2 separate regions of the Hordeum vulgare genome follow, and region 1 is linked to region 2. The links are chromatin contacts, called in public Hi-C maps. All regions are on one chromosome and are shown on one strand. Each heading gives the region's core, a stretch centred on a gene start, on an enhancer-like site or on the middle of the called end of the contact. The rest is flanking DNA. Distances are from core to core; before and after follow the strand shown.

Region 1 (3,130 bases), core at 190-2,689, 500 kb after region 2:
TTGTCATATTAACCATGTTTATCACCAGATTATATTATACTTTGTTGCCAAATATTTTAGCGTGTTTACTTGTCATATATTTGACCAGATATTTAAGAATCAAGGGAGTATATTACAAATTACTACATTCATCTCAAAATAAAAATCACAAAAGTTTAGTACAAAGTCATAGAAAGTACTTAACTGGGACTATGAGAAATAAAAGAAAATTTAGTCAAACACTATAATGTAGGATTTATGGTCAAGGTTGTGTAGTGTATCGTCTGTACCTGTATTAGCATACAGAAAAAAATCCTATAGTAAATTCGCTATACATCGCTTCACTCTCTAGCCACATAATGGAGCGCGCCGTTTGTAGCTTCCGCCGCACAGGAACGCAAGGGTGCACACACTTCTAATTAGAATTTTTCATGATTTTGTATTAATTTACAGTGGGAATGCGTTGATGTTTTTTCATGTTGTTAGTGCAAACTATGATCCTTACATAGATGCACATGGTAGCAAATCAGTAATCATGGATCATTTATAATGGCATTAGTCATCGCAAAGTTATTCATATGAATCGAAGTTACAGTGGCTTCGATATGCTTTTTCTGTTTTTTGCATTTTATCTATCAAGCATACACATGTTTCGGTAGTTTCTCTCGTGCCACAGGACATCCTACATGCCATGCAATGGTAGTTGAAAACAGGGACGCCAACCTATTAGGCCAAGGCCTGGCGACCGCCCTACCTTGATTTGGCCGGTGCAGGCTGGGCGCAAGGAGGCGCATCAGCGCGACGGCGTTGTTGTGACAAATGACCAAAGTTTGTCGTATCTTACCCTGGCCATAGTGGAAGACTTAGGTAGTATCATGTACTTGAGACTAGCAAACATGTTGATGTGACAGATAATTAAAAAAAAGTTAGAGTAACACAGATAGATACCGTAACATGTTAAATACAATGTTACTATGCGTCATGCATATCAATGAATAAGATCATCTATGATACTAGTTTATGATAGCATACATTACAAAGGTAGTATCATACAAGAGTATTGTATACTCCTCCGTAGAATAATTAAAAAATATTTAAATCATTAAAATAATAATCTAAAAGCTTTTATATTAGTTTACAGAAGAAGTATATGATATTAGTATAGGGTATTTCCCACTATGACTAGCCTTAACTTTTGTCCATCCTCCACCACTCGTTGAAAAGGATCAAAAGGGCAAGCATCACAAAACAAAACCACCGAATATCTTATGCCGGCCTTTGGTTTTGTTAGTATAATTATTACTGTACACACACAGAAATGGACCAATTAGTAGTCGCACTACGCGTTTCCAAAACAAAAAAAAGTAGTCGCACTACGCAGAGCACCAAATTATTAGGTGAGGTAAAGCCATCGGACATAAGGTAAGGTAACGCGTCTCTGTTCATCTCACCTCACCACGCGCGTGCACTTTCTCTCTCTCTCTCCTCCCTTCCCTTATTAGATCCCTCTCGCTCAACAAAATTCCTCAACTCGAGCTCCCTGACCGCAACCACTCAACCATCCAGCAGGCTCAACACCACCGCGTCAAGCAGGTGCCCACTCTGCCTCCGCGTCCTTGTCTGCGGCGGCTGCAATGGCCGACCGCGTCTACCCCGCCGCCAAGCCCATTCCGCCGCCCCCAATGGCCAACGGCAGCGGCGGCCCGGCGGCGCCCAAGCCGCAGATGTACCAGCGCCCCATCTACCGGCCGCAGGGGCCGGCGAAGAGCAGACGCGGCCGGTCCTGCCGGTGCAGCTTCTGTTGCTGCTTCTGCTGGGCACTGCTGGTGGTCATCCTCCTCGCGCTAGTAGCCGCCGCCGCGGGAGGCGCCTTCTACCTGCTCTACCGTCCGCAACGCCCCAGCTTCACCGTCTCCTCTGTCCGCCTCAGCACGTTCAACCTCTCCTCCTCCACCACCGCGCCCGTCCTCACCGACTCCATCAAGCTCACCATCACCGCTAAGAACCCCAACAAGAAGCTCGTCTATTTCTACGACGACTTCTCCTTCTCCGCCGCCACCGCCGCCAACGCCGTCCCTCTCGGGGACGCCACCGTGCCCGGATTCGCGCATGAAGCCGGCAACACTACCGTTTTCACTGCCACCATCACCGCAGCTGGTGTCACCGTAGACCCCAGCGGCGCCGGCTCTGACCTTAAGAAGTCCGGTGCTTTCTCCGTGGCTATAGATGCCGATACGCGGGCAGGCGTCAAGGTCGGCAGCGTCAAGACCAAGAAGATGGGTATCCAGGTGCACTGCGAGGGCATCAAGCTGACGCCACCCAGTCCACCTCCGCCACCGCCGAAGAAAGTGAAGGGGAAGAATGGCACCGCCCTGGCGCCTGCGCCTGCGTTGGACAACGCCGAGACGACCGCGACGGTGAGCACCGCTGCGCACTCGTGCAAGGTCAGAGTCCGTGTGAAGATCTGGAAGTGGACCTTCTAGGTATAATGCCAACTCTAGGGACTGCCATGCAAAACATTCAGGATTCTTTTTTCACTTTATATATTGGAAGTAGAGACCATGGATATCGTCGGTGTAAATTCCCTCAAAGTTTATTCTATTTTTGTTTTGTTTGGAACTTTCTTAAACATACTTTTGGTGGACGTATAACTTGGTGATTTGTTATTTGTAAGATTGCAATTAGTCACTTGCTGGTTACGACCTACTCCATGTATTATTAATACAGCTATTACTATCATTCTGGCTCATTTTCTTTTCCCGAAAGTCATTCAGGCTCATCTGAAGCAGTAGACTTCACTACGAATTTTACAAAGTATATTGAAAATTCAGGTTCAAATATTACTCTTGTGTAGTGAGCACATGTGATTGTGTCGGTAAGGAGAATCTTTCTGCTGGTCCAGCACATTTCAGTTTATTTAAACAACAAAAACTATATGGAGGAAATAGAGTTGTTTGTCATGTGAAGGACAGCGAAGAAACGCGGCTTAGTTTTGGTTGTTGGTGCGACTACGTGACGTGACGTGAGGATAGGGGCTCACAGCTGTATCGCCTTGTACTTGAGGGCGAAAGATTGGATTGTTTAATCAAGTGCTGGTGCTACTGGAGAAATTAACTACCCGGATTTCTCTAGGCAAACGTGCATATCATTA
Region 2 (3,144 bases), core at 477-2,976:
CCATTGACGTGATGCCACATGTCACACTTTTAATGGCTATGAGGTGCGGTGCAGATAACTGCTTGAGTAGATGGGAGGCATGTCACACTAAGCATTTATTTGAGTGGCTAACTTACGAGTACAAGAATATGAGAGGGGGTTGGTCTAGCATAACCGGACGTGAACTAGTATAACCATGAAGTGATCCTGAACACCTACTTACGATTCAAACATAACCCCACCGTGTCCTCTCTCGGATAAGAACTCACGAGAAGAGACAATCACAGTTACACACACAGTTGGCATAATTTAGTTAAGTTTACTTCAAGTTTGCTATGACCGGGAGCTAAACAATGTTTCCAAGTTTCCACATAACCACGGGCACGGCTCTCAAACAGATTTAACCCTGCAGGGGTGCTCCAACTAGTCCATCACAAACTACCACAAGCTGCATTGGAAACCTCGACCATAGAAAACCCGTGATCTCCTCGACTTCCCGGTGGAAAATCTCAACCTCGAGGGAGCCAAAAGTATCCTCGGAATCCCTCGCACAAGACGTTCGAGAAGGGTAAAACAATTCCAACATGACCGTCCGACGTGGCGACAACCCCGATAAGAGGTGTGTATCTCCTTCTCAGGATACGTGGGATAAGTGAAGCATACGGTGCCCTAATAGAGATCTCCCAGGTTGCCCCAGGTTGCATTTTGACGAAACTCCACATTTGAATCATTTAATTCACTTCCGTTTATTCTCACGGCAATATTGAATGTTGTTTAGCATGCCCAGAGGTGAAGCATAAATAAACTACCTATCTAGGCATCTTAAATGAGGTCGGAAACAACATATAGCATTTCCGAAACGACCCCATATGTGAATTTCGAAATTGGTCCAGATCTAAACTAAACATATTATATATTTATTAAATAGAAAATAAAGTGGACCATGTGATTCTACACGTCATTCTAGTCAATTTACATATATAGATAGTCTAAAATGGAGTTACAGTCTAAAATATATGATCATCACAAGATAATATGACATGGATGCAAAATGCATGCAAACGAAAAAACAAACATGTCAAAGCATGGACGTAACGAGATATTATGATACTACATGAAATTATAGGTAAGTTTAAATGAGGACGGAACAATGAATAACATTCCAGAAAGTCTCCATATACGAATTAAAATTTTGGTACTGTTATGCCTATAACACAGTTTTAGATTTGTTAAACAACAAAATAAATACCACAAGTTATTCTACGCATTGTTGTAGTCTAGTTACATATGTGGATCGTTTTACTCGGAGCTATGGTTAATTAGTTATGAAATAAATCATTTTAACATGGCGTCTATGCAAATTAAATGGAGACAACAGGTTAAACATTTTTATCATGGACGAAAGTTAGTTAATCTAAAACTACATAAAATTCTACACATTTTTCTTATATAGTTAATTTTAATCCACTGAACGGTTGGTGAGTTATTAATGCATGAAGATGAGGGTCTTTACTGTGAATTTGTTGTTCACTGGAATAAAAGAGAAATAAGTCTAGAGCAGAAAAAATATATATCGGGCCGAAACTTTGAGCGTGGGATAGCTAAAAGGTGCACATGGCAAGGCATTGCGGGCAGCTCACCCTGGGCCAGCAGGTTTGCTGGAGAAGGTGGCTTTGGTCGATGCTGTGCCGGAGGAGCTAGCGCTCGCTTGGGCTTGCGGTTCCACGGTGTTGCAGGTCTTTGACTGGGCCTTGGCGCGGCTGGGTGGTAGGTCCACGCGCGAGCCATGGAGGTCGAGGGACTCATCCTTGTCCTCGACAGGAGCAGAGCGCGGCGACGCGGCTTTCAGCAAGGGCCGGCTGGACAGAGGCGTCGTGGAGATGCGGGGAATGGAGGAGGGACGATGTCAAGGTCTAGATCCGACAAAGAACAACGGCGGCGGTTGTTGGAGCTCTAGATCAGAGGCGATGGAGGTCAAGGGCGTCCTCCATGACGGGTTCCCTGATCTCCTCGTTCAAGAAAGAGAGAGCTTAGACGGGGAGAGAGAACTATGGGAGGAGAGAGTGCAGAGCATGAGGGGAGGCGCTGGCCTGGTGGACGGCTCGTCGACGTGGTCAAAGCCGAGGAGGAATCCTTGGGCGAGGAGATTGTGGTTCCATGGATGGACTCGAGGAGCTCGCTCCTCACGCGAGCGCTGGCATCTGCACGGCAAGGGACGCGTCGAGGACGCTTCCTCGCCATCCATCGAGCGCGAACGGTTGAGATGGATGGATCGAGGTGTCACTGGATTCGATTGAGAGGGAGAGGTGGTTGGTCTGACGCTAAAATCAAGGGGAGACCAAGTGGTCGGAGGCGCGCTCAGGATTGGAGCGAGCTGGTTTGCCAAGTTCTAGGGTTTTAGGGTCATCTCGATTCTCTAATTAGAATGGATGGTCCACATAAATCGGTTATAGAGTCGAATTTAAAAAATGATGATGGTTTGGGGTATTAGGGGGTTGATCCGGACCCACTGGTCATGGACTATCATTTCGGGTCTGGGAAGTTTTCTTACTAGGTTGGGAATAGGACGGTGCACTGTGCAGAAGGGCTCGGCATATGTAACAGCCGAGACCGACGCTCTATAAAATTTCCCTTTTATTTCGTTGTCACCGTGTGATTATTTTAGTTGTCGCATTCATCATCGCATCATGCGCATCATCTGCATTGCATCGGCACTCCGTTGTCGTTAGTTTTCAAAACTTGCATCCGTTATTAGTTGCCAGTTCTATTCGCTTTGTCGTTGACCATTTTGAGACCAACCACACACGCACACGAGTGCGTCATCATTAAAACATTGTTTTTAAAAGTGTGTATAAAACTTTCTCGGATTAGGTTGAAACTTGGCATCCGGTCTTATTTTACTGTAGCTAGGCCGCGTGCCAAATTTCGCCCCATTTGGAAGTCGTTGGCTACCCGAACGGTCGACCATAGCGGCGCCATCATTGGTTTATTCGTCAGACGTTTTCGGTGTTTTCAAAATCCCGTCACGAGCTACCAGTTCCCTATCTTCTCTCCCCTAGCCCACTCCACAAATATCCCATAGTCCACCTAGACAATCCCAACAACCGGAGCCATTCGATTGTGATCGCACGGCTCAACATGGTGCAAAACCCCCTCCTATTAGCT

The links. Hi-C and Micro-C count contacts between places; a contact is called where the count stands out from the background.
Region 1: a contact with region 2 is called in a Hi-C map of leaf, with 4 times the contacts expected there. The contact joins the promoter of LOC123427595 here to the enhancer-like site in region 2. A contact is called at or near these places in 3 of 6 Hi-C or Micro-C datasets (leaf and seedling).

Annotation. Positions count from the first base shown.
Region 1 is chr1H:153,197,714-153,200,843 of MorexV3_pseudomolecules_assembly, forward strand. LOC123427595 (NDR1/HIN1-like protein 13) reads left to right here and starts at 1,440. Exons shown (of 1, transcript XM_045111675.1): 1 at 1,440-2,728. The coding sequence starts at 1,614. The coding sequence ends at 2,462.
Region 2 is chr1H:152,701,750-152,704,893 of MorexV3_pseudomolecules_assembly, forward strand. No RefSeq gene overlaps it. Among protein-coding and RNA genes, the nearest start is that of LOC123427585, 100 kb to the left of the region's middle. Within about 2 kb of position 1,727, at least 3 of the 3 cell types and tissues checked have open chromatin away from gene starts, as enhancers often do. A contact at or near this core is called in leaf and seedling, where this site is marked.